Regions from separate parts of the Macaca mulatta genome. Here region 1 is linked to region 2. A link is a contact called in public Hi-C data. All regions are on one chromosome and are shown on one strand. The core of a region is the stretch at or near the end of the contact, and the rest is flanking DNA. Distances in the headings are between cores, read along the strand shown.

Region 1 (4,158 bases), core at 985-3,484, 63 kb before region 2:
ATTAAGAGAAGGGAGAATATAATCAGTAGTTCGCAGCCTCATGAATGAAGCACAGCATACAACAAAGTCTGGCTGGGATTTGGGTAACTAACGTACCTAAACAGGGACAGACTGAGGCCCCTATTAATGGGATACTCTACTTGAAGTAACCAACCATACTCAGGAAAACATGTCAACCAGAGAGTGAATCCTCTAATTTTAGTGGGTCGTCTCCCTTACTGGCAGTTTTCCTACTTTCTATCTTAAAAGGGAATCCACACACTCAACACCGCAAAATGGTAAGACATCTCATCTCACCCCTGTATCGTGGGTCTGGCACTTCTGGGTCGCACAAAAGCCATCGTTCTAACTAGTGTGGGATTTATGCCCCCCATTCAGTGAAGGGCTGTCTGTGGCTGTTTGCAGGGTGCAGGCTCCCTACGTTGACTCTCGCTTCCTGTCACACAGTGGTATCACCGTGACGGACCCTTGACATGAACAAGTCTTTGACTGAAAAACTGATATGATCTGCAGCCAGTGAGGGGAAGCGTGGTGGCCCGGCGGAGTACCTCGGCAGGGTCAGCAGGGTGACACTGCGGGAAGGCACCTCTGCGGCCCCGAGCGAGGTGAGCAAGCCTTTCCTGAAGTTTTCCTTCCTTCCACAACATTAACCTGCCAAGCCTCCCACCCCCACCCCGCCCTATTAGGAAAAGTCACGCCGGCAGCTCACTGAAGGGCAGGGGGACAGCTCCTGGCGCCCCACAAAAGTTGGGCTCGGCGGCTGCCACAGCTTAAAGCTCCTGCAGGACAGTCGGCCCGACACCGCCTCCTCCGGGGGCAAACCTGAGCTGCCAACTTTCCCACTGCCCACTCCTCTGCGCACAGCAGCCCAAACTTTGCGGTTCGCCCACCGGCCGCACCCCGGGCGAGCGGCGGCGGCGCTGACCTTCACGCCAGCTCCGGGTCCCGCACTGGCCGCCGCCCGCCCCCCGAACCTCCCTGCCTCCCCTAGATCCCTCTGCCTGCCTCCCCCAACCCTCGTGGGAAGCCCGCGGTGTGGGGGGTGACGGCAGCAGCCCGATCCCGCGTATCACGACTGCCCACGACCCTCGGGGCTCCGGAGAGCCTGGGTCCCGGCGCCTCGGCTGCCCACTCACCATTGGTGAAGGGCTCCATTTTCCCCCCGCCGCGGCTCCTCACAGCCCGAGCGCCCGAGCTTCCTACTCCGAAAGCTGAGGCGGCCCAGCCGACTGAGCATGCCCAGCGCGGCCTCCAGGGGCTGCCAGGGAGGTGCCGCGAGGGGCGGCGCCGCTCCGCCGCTCGGTGGCTCCGCCGTTCCGGGTTTTCGTGGCGGCTGCAGAAAGAGCGAGGGAAGCAAGAGGGAAATGCACAGTCTAACCCCCGGCGGCTCAGCGGAGAGGCGAGGTGGGAGCGGGTGCGCGCTGGGGCGGGGCCTGGGCGGGGCCGGGAAAGCCCCGCCCCGTCACTGCCTGAAGTGGACCTGGCTGCGGCGCTCTCCCTGGCCGGGAACCGTGTTCAGTCACTCAACAATTGTGGAGCCCTACTGCGACCCGCCCGATTCTGGACGCCGAGACACCCGCACTGCGCCAGAAAACATGGTCCCAGTCCCAGGTGCGGACATTCCAGAAACAGACCATAAATAAACACAGAAGACACACGAGTGTAAAGTCAGTGCCCCGCTGCGCATTAAATCGGGGTGACGTGATGGCGAGTGAGTGGGTAGCTAATTCGGATGGCTTGGTGGGACACGGCCTCGCTGAGCAGGTGCCACTGAAGCCGAGGTCTGAAGGCAGAGCAGGAACCTGCGGGCGAAGGTCGCTATCCGAACTGCGAATCGCCGGTTTCCCTGGGGAGGTTGGCCGCCGAGGGATCACTTTTCGAAGGACCGAGGGAACGGGCGCTGTAGGTCTTTTCGGCAGGGATGCCCTCCCGCATCATAGTGCCCCGGGAGGGCGGTGAGGAGGAGACGGAAGAGAGGGCAGGGACCCCGCAGGGCCGAGGGCTCCCCGGGGTCCAGGGCCGAGGGCGCCCTGGGGTCCAGTCCCGGGGCTGGCGGCTGCGGGCGCGGCCTCTAGGTGCGGGCGGATAACAAAACCCGGCGCCGGATCGCCCGGGCCGGATCACAGGCGCCGCAGGATGTGGGCAGAAGGCCTGCCTGTTCCAAGCCTTAAATCAACACCTGCGGTTCCCGGGGGTGCCACCGCTGGGGCTCGCAGCAAGGCTCCGCGGCGCTAGGCCCGAGAAACCGAAACTCCCCTAGTCGCCCCTGCCCCCCAGCTCTCGCGCAATTGCCTCCAGCCCCGAGCCACCATTGTTTCCAGTGCCAAATCGGGCAGCCCCGCTAGCCTCCGGGGCCGAACCGCCAGGGGCCCCGTGAGCCCCCAGGAGGCTCTTCGGGGAAGGCTTCCTTTTCCCCCTCTCGGTCTGCGCATCGCCACCACCCTCGCTGCAGAGGCCGCCGCCCTCCCAGCGCGCCACCACCGCTTCCTCTGCCTCTTCCCCTCCCTCAGCCCCGGCCCCTGCATTGACTTGGCTCGGGCTGCGCCTCACTGCGCCTGCCAACTGTCACACGCTCCGAGGCTGTCAACAGCGGGGCGCCAGGGACAAACAAGCCGCGGCGAGCGCAAACAGCCTGCGCAAACAGGGACGGCCAGGGTGTTGTTTGACCAGCACTGGAATTGGAAACTAGGTTTCGAAGAAGTCAAATCGAAGTACAATATTGTATTTTAAACTGTCTGTTGTTATTACATCCCTCACAATCCACGCTCTACTTGAAACTTCCAGTGCATACCAACTGCACTTAGAAAAAAAAAAAATGAAACTCCTTGCCTAACTCTGGGACCTCATCAGCACATTCTCACCATGTTTTGGTCACAGAGGCCTTCATGCTGTTCCTGGAAGTCGCCAAGTTCCATCCATCATTGTTAATCATTCCTTTTGCTCGCTCTTCGCACAAGAGCCGTTTCTTTTGCTTAGTACTTTGCCTACTGATTCCATCTTGTCATTTAAGTCTCAGCTCAGATGTCACCTCTGCAAAGAACCCTTGTCTGACCATACATCTAAAATAGCCACACTCTATAAAGACTTGGCCTTGCTTTATTTCCTTCTCAGCCCTCATCACTGTCTGAAACAACGTTGTGGATTTGTTGTTTATTATCAGTCTCCCTCTCAAGAATGCAAGCTTTGTGAGGGCAGGGTCGTAATCCTTTTTAAAGCTGTATCCCCAATGCGTGGGTAAGTATACAATAAATAATTTTTGCGTGAATAAGTGAAGGACGTAGTGGTGTTTAGAGTTCACTTCCACTGCTGCAAGCCCTTCCAGTTAATGACTCCATACTGAATGATGTGTTTGATCAGTACAGAGAAGGTTTCTGTATCATATGATATGTCAGAGTTGCTGTCTTCCTAATGTGTGAAAGGTAATCAGAGCCCTTAGGCTGGCCCCTTGTGCTGGCATTTCAGAACCAAAAATAGTGAACCACAGGGGCTGATGTATCCCAGTTCAGATATTATACAGTATATGCAGAGCTAGATTTTGTTAACATACTTCACACATTGTATTGCTTAAATAAGATGCTCTTCTCTATATTTTAGGTCATGTCATATTCTCTTGGAGTTATTTTTGCAACCAAACCACTTAGTATAGGAGATATTTAAAACACCGCAGCTTGTTAAATCGCCTCACCTCACATCACCTGTAACCTACAGTCTACCATGCTTTTAAGTGTGAAACATGTTACCTTGTGTTTTGTTTTAAATATCCCAACTCTGCAGAGATATGTGGTAAAAAATGCGCTAGCGAATATAGGTAGATCATTATGTCTTTTTGAGATTTCTTTGACAAAGAGACAAATGATTTTTTTGCCAACCTCTTGCCTCCCACCCCTCCCATTCCTTCACACACACGAAGACAAGAAGGACCATTTCAAGACATGTAAAAATACAAAAAATAAAATTAGCCAGGCATGGTGGCGCACACCTGTAATCCCAGCTATTCCGAAGGGTGAGACTTGAGAAGCTGAGGCATGAGAATTGCCTGAACCCGGGAGGTGGAGGTTGCAATGAACTGAGATCGCACCACTGCACTCCAGCCTGGGCGACAGAGCAAGACTCCATCTCAAAAAAAAAAAAAAAAAAAAAAAAGGCCTGGTGCGGTGG
Region 2 (4,226 bases), core at 917-3,416:
AAGTTTTGCAGTATTAATTATCCAGATAATTACTTCAATTTTTCAATTTGCAATACTAATGCAGATAACAGGTATTATTAAAGGAACACAAATAAAATAATATTAAATAAAGATACTTCTCCCTCCTTTTGAAAAACAAGCATTAAATTACTGCTACAAATCTCAATGTTCCAAGAACCTCTGATAAGTACACTCATAATTGGTCTATTAACTTGAGTTTTGGAGGGTTTAAAAAAAATGGAATGACTTATTAGGTGGGTCTGAGGCTTTGGAATCAGACCGGATTCCAATACTAAGTCCACCAACCTCACCTGTGTCATCATGGGCAAAGTTTCTGACTTTTTGAGCTTCATTGATCTCACCCATAAAACAGTGTAATAATCATGTCTTCCTCATGCTGCTATGATTAAATGAAATAATTCATGTGAAGAAGTTGGCACAGCAGAGCATGGAGCATATAGGAAGCAAGTAATGAGTGTTGGATAGGAAATTATTATTGGGATTATAACTTGCATTCAGTGACCAAAATGAAGGAGTAGCTCTGCCCCCACTTGTAGCAGACACTCCCAGAGATGTACTTGATTGATAAAAGTAGAGAGAAAAGCTTTACTCACACAGTCTTTAACTTTAGAACTAGTAAGGGTTTTAAAGACCAGCTAGTACAAGTCCTTAGTATTCAGATAAAGAAACAGGACCAGACACAGTGACTCAGGTCTGTAATCCCAGCATTTTGGGAGGCCGAGGTGGGCAGATCACCTGAGGTCAGGTATTCGAGACCAACCTCACCAACATGGTGAAATCCTGTCTCTACTAAAAATACAGCAATTAGCCGGACATGGTGGCACATGTCTGTAGTCTCAGCTACTCAGGAGGCTGAGGCACGAGAATCGCTTGAACCTGGGAGGTGGAGGTTGCAGTAAGCTGAATCGTGCTGCTGCACTCTAGCCTCGGCGACAGAGCGAGGCTCTGTCTCAAAATAAATAAATAAATACATAAATTAAATAAACAGGTAAAGAAACAGGATGGTGACTTCTCAAAATCCACACAGGAAGTTTGAAGCAGAATCAGGACTAAAACACAGCTCTTTGACCTCTAGCTTTCTATTATACTGCACTGTACCTTAAATAGCAATGCAGTGAACAAAACATCCTGGGATTGAAGAGGCAAGAATTATCACAAATGTTTAGAAAAGACAAAAAGATCTCTGAAAGAGAGTGAGTCAGTGCAGCAGAGTCTTAGATCAAGTCCCACCCTCGACTGCATACACTTTCTAATACAGCCATGCCCAATTCACCCCGGTCCTCCAGAATGTTGCCTTAGATTACAAAACCTTCTCAACACAGCAGTTCTATACCTTCAGTTCATTATTCTCATTGAAAAATTCTAATTTTAAGACAAACCCAAGAGAAATGTTGATACATTACCTTAAGTCATGCTGCTGCAGATTTGACTGAAGGAGAATTTATTTTTGCTTTCACTTTCTGTTATAAGATTCAGAACTTTGCACGCTTCCTGAGTACAGTGCTAGCTGGTTCATTATCACGCAGGTGTGAATGGAGCTTAGGATCCAAGCTTTATTCCAAAAAGGATAAGAAACTTTTTGCAGAATGCACTAATAAGTGGCTTTGGAGTATAAGCCAAACCATGGAAAGAAAGGATTGCCAGTGGCTGCCACTTCTGCTGTTATCGCCTCCGTTCCCGTATCCCCAGGGTAAAGCCTTCAGAACATACTTCATGTTTTTTAGTGCCAAGTTGCCTTAGGAATTGATCTTGAACTTCTCCTTGTGCTGCGTCCTCAGTGCTATGAAATCTGACTTCTGCCCATGCACCCGACAAATGTAACTAACTCCAAGCGTACCAAACACCTCCCAGGCAACTTCTGTGGTCTTTATCAGAGGTGATTATTCTCAATTTTTCCAGTCTGTAACCTCCCTGTCTCCTTGGGTACGAGGGGACTGTATCTCACCCTCATCTCTTTGATCTCTCTTTATCTGCCTGTTTGAGTTGGGCTTCTACTTCCTCTTTGCTCTGAATATAGACCTTCCACAAAGATGAAACCTCTGGACTTTGCTCTGCCCTCTCTTTATCCTTTCCAGTACCCAGATTTAGCATTTATCCCCATTCATCCCACATTGCTCCCATTGTGATCCCTCCTCCAAGGGTTCTGCTGCTGTAATTCCAACAGGCCGATGGACTGACATTACGTGGATGTCTAACCCTAACCTGAACCAGAACCCTAACAACTCAAACAGTGTTTTCTTTCCCCAGATTAACACCCTTTGCTTGAGCTTTATATGCTTCCAGCCTTCTTCCATTATCTGAGATTGAACCATATAGTTAGTTATTTTGATTCTGTCCCTCTCCAATTTGTTACCAAAGCCTGTGGATTTTTCCTTTTCCTTTTTTTTTTTTTTTTTTTTGAGATAGGGTCTCACTGTCACCCAGGCTGGAGTGCAGTAGTGCCATCCCAGCTCACTGCAGCCTCGAATTCCTCAGCTCAAATGATCCTCCCACCTCAGCCTCCCAAGTAGCTAGGGCTACAGGCATCCACCACTACACCCAGCTAATTTATTATTATTATTATTTTTATAGATGAGGTCTTCCTAGGTTGCTCAGGCTGGTCTCAAATTCCTAGGCTCAAGTGATCCTTCTGCCTCAGCCTCCCAAAGGGTTGGGATTACAGTCATGAGCCACCACAACTGGCCCTTTTGAATCATTTTCAATCTCGTTCTATCCAATTAAGAAAAACTCCCACTGCTTATTAAAGTAGTCCAGGTCCTCATCCTTCCTCACAATGGCCTTCGCCCATATCTTCCCAGCTTCGCAAGCTCAGCTTCTTGCAGTTTACTTGTACAATGCCACCAGATTAATCCTTTCAACTACTGCTTGACCATGCCTCCCCCACTGCTCAAGATCTTTCCTTGATTTCCCCATTTACAGAGGGGCAAGTCCTAGAGTGGGAACCATGGTGGCCGACTGGCAGCGTATATGCCAGCCTATAGTTGTTTTGTTTGAATCACAGTCTATTAAAAGGCAATATATCCATACGAGTTCTATTGTTGAGTGAAATATAGCAAGCTTAGCCCTTATTGTGTTGCAGACGCTCTTCAGAGACTTGTATCATGTGCCTTGTCCTGCTGTGGTTTGTGTTTGCAACCTATGTTTGGCCCAACAGCACATGTTGCCATGATTAGATCCTAGTTAAGTCTCAAGCTTTAATTTTTCCCCATTTCTACATTTTATTATCTCAACCTGAATGAACAAGTCGATAATGTAGAAGGGGCAGAAAGCAAGGCAGTTACCTACACCTAAGGCCCGAGGCATAAGACTGAATGGGGTCCCTCAGAGCTGCATTTCACGTAGTGAGAGGGACACCACAGGAAGGGGGATGGCTGGAAACCAGTGAGTGGGAAAAAGAAGGGGACAAAGAGGACAAAGAAGAGGAGGCCCCAAGGGCTTATCTACGGACTCTAACTCTACAGGGTGTGGGGGCAAGTAGAAGAGGTATAGGAGGCTGGGAGTATTTCTGTGATATTCCTTGTCACAGGATCCAGCCTAGCTGTGGGTATGTGGGCGAGTGCATGTGTGTTTTCAGAGCTCTCTCCTGCCCACTGGAACAGAAGTGGTGGTGGAGAATGAAGAAACAGGCTATGGAATTGAGATGCAGAATCCTAGAAGTGAAAATTGAGCAGGATTCAAGTACTTTGCAGCTTATTTAAAAGAGTTTCTCAGCAAAATGGGCTCCTAACTTTTCTTTGCTTTGCTTTGCTTTCTTTCTTCCTTTCTTTCTTTTCTTGTTTCTTCTTTTCTTTTCTTTGGGATAAGCTTTGGGAGGTTTGTGGCTTAGGGAATTCATGTCTCAGTTTTCCATTTCATCCTGGTCTCTGAATTGTCTCTTACTCAGAGAGACCCTCCTTGTTGGCTCTAAGGCAGTACCACCCCTCTCTAAATCCACCCTGCCACCACCGAGGCCTATCCCGTCAGCCTGCTTTATGTTTCTTCTTAGCATTGGTCAGTTCCTGATACTTCGTTATATAGTTGTTTGTTTGTTTTCTTGTCTCCTCACTAGAACATAAGCTTTTTGCAGGTAGCAAGTCTGCCCTCTAACTGCCGAGTGCCCAGTCTAGAGCAGAGCCTGCCATGTAAGAGACCCTCAACAAATGTTAGCTGAGTGGATGAATGCATTTTCAGTGTTTTAGTTTTAGTTTTTGTTTTTTGTTTTTCCT

What was found. Hi-C and Micro-C count contacts between places; a contact is called where the count stands out from the background.
Region 1: a contact with region 2 is called in a Hi-C map of blood, with 2.5 times the contacts expected there. The contact joins the promoter of LNPEP here to the promoter of ERAP2 in region 2. A contact is called at or near these places in 2 of 14 Hi-C or Micro-C datasets (blood and liver).

What each region holds. Positions count from the first base shown.
Region 1 is chr6:103,290,041-103,294,198 of T2T-MMU8v2.0, reverse strand. It overlaps LNPEP (leucyl and cystinyl aminopeptidase), which reads right to left and starts at 2,234. Exons shown (of 18, transcript XM_001092287.5): 1 at 1,137-2,234. The coding sequence starts at 1,155.
Region 2 is chr6:103,227,251-103,231,476 of T2T-MMU8v2.0, reverse strand. ERAP2 (endoplasmic reticulum aminopeptidase 2) reads right to left here and starts at 2,166. Exons shown (of 19, transcript XM_015140480.3): 1 at 1,425-2,166.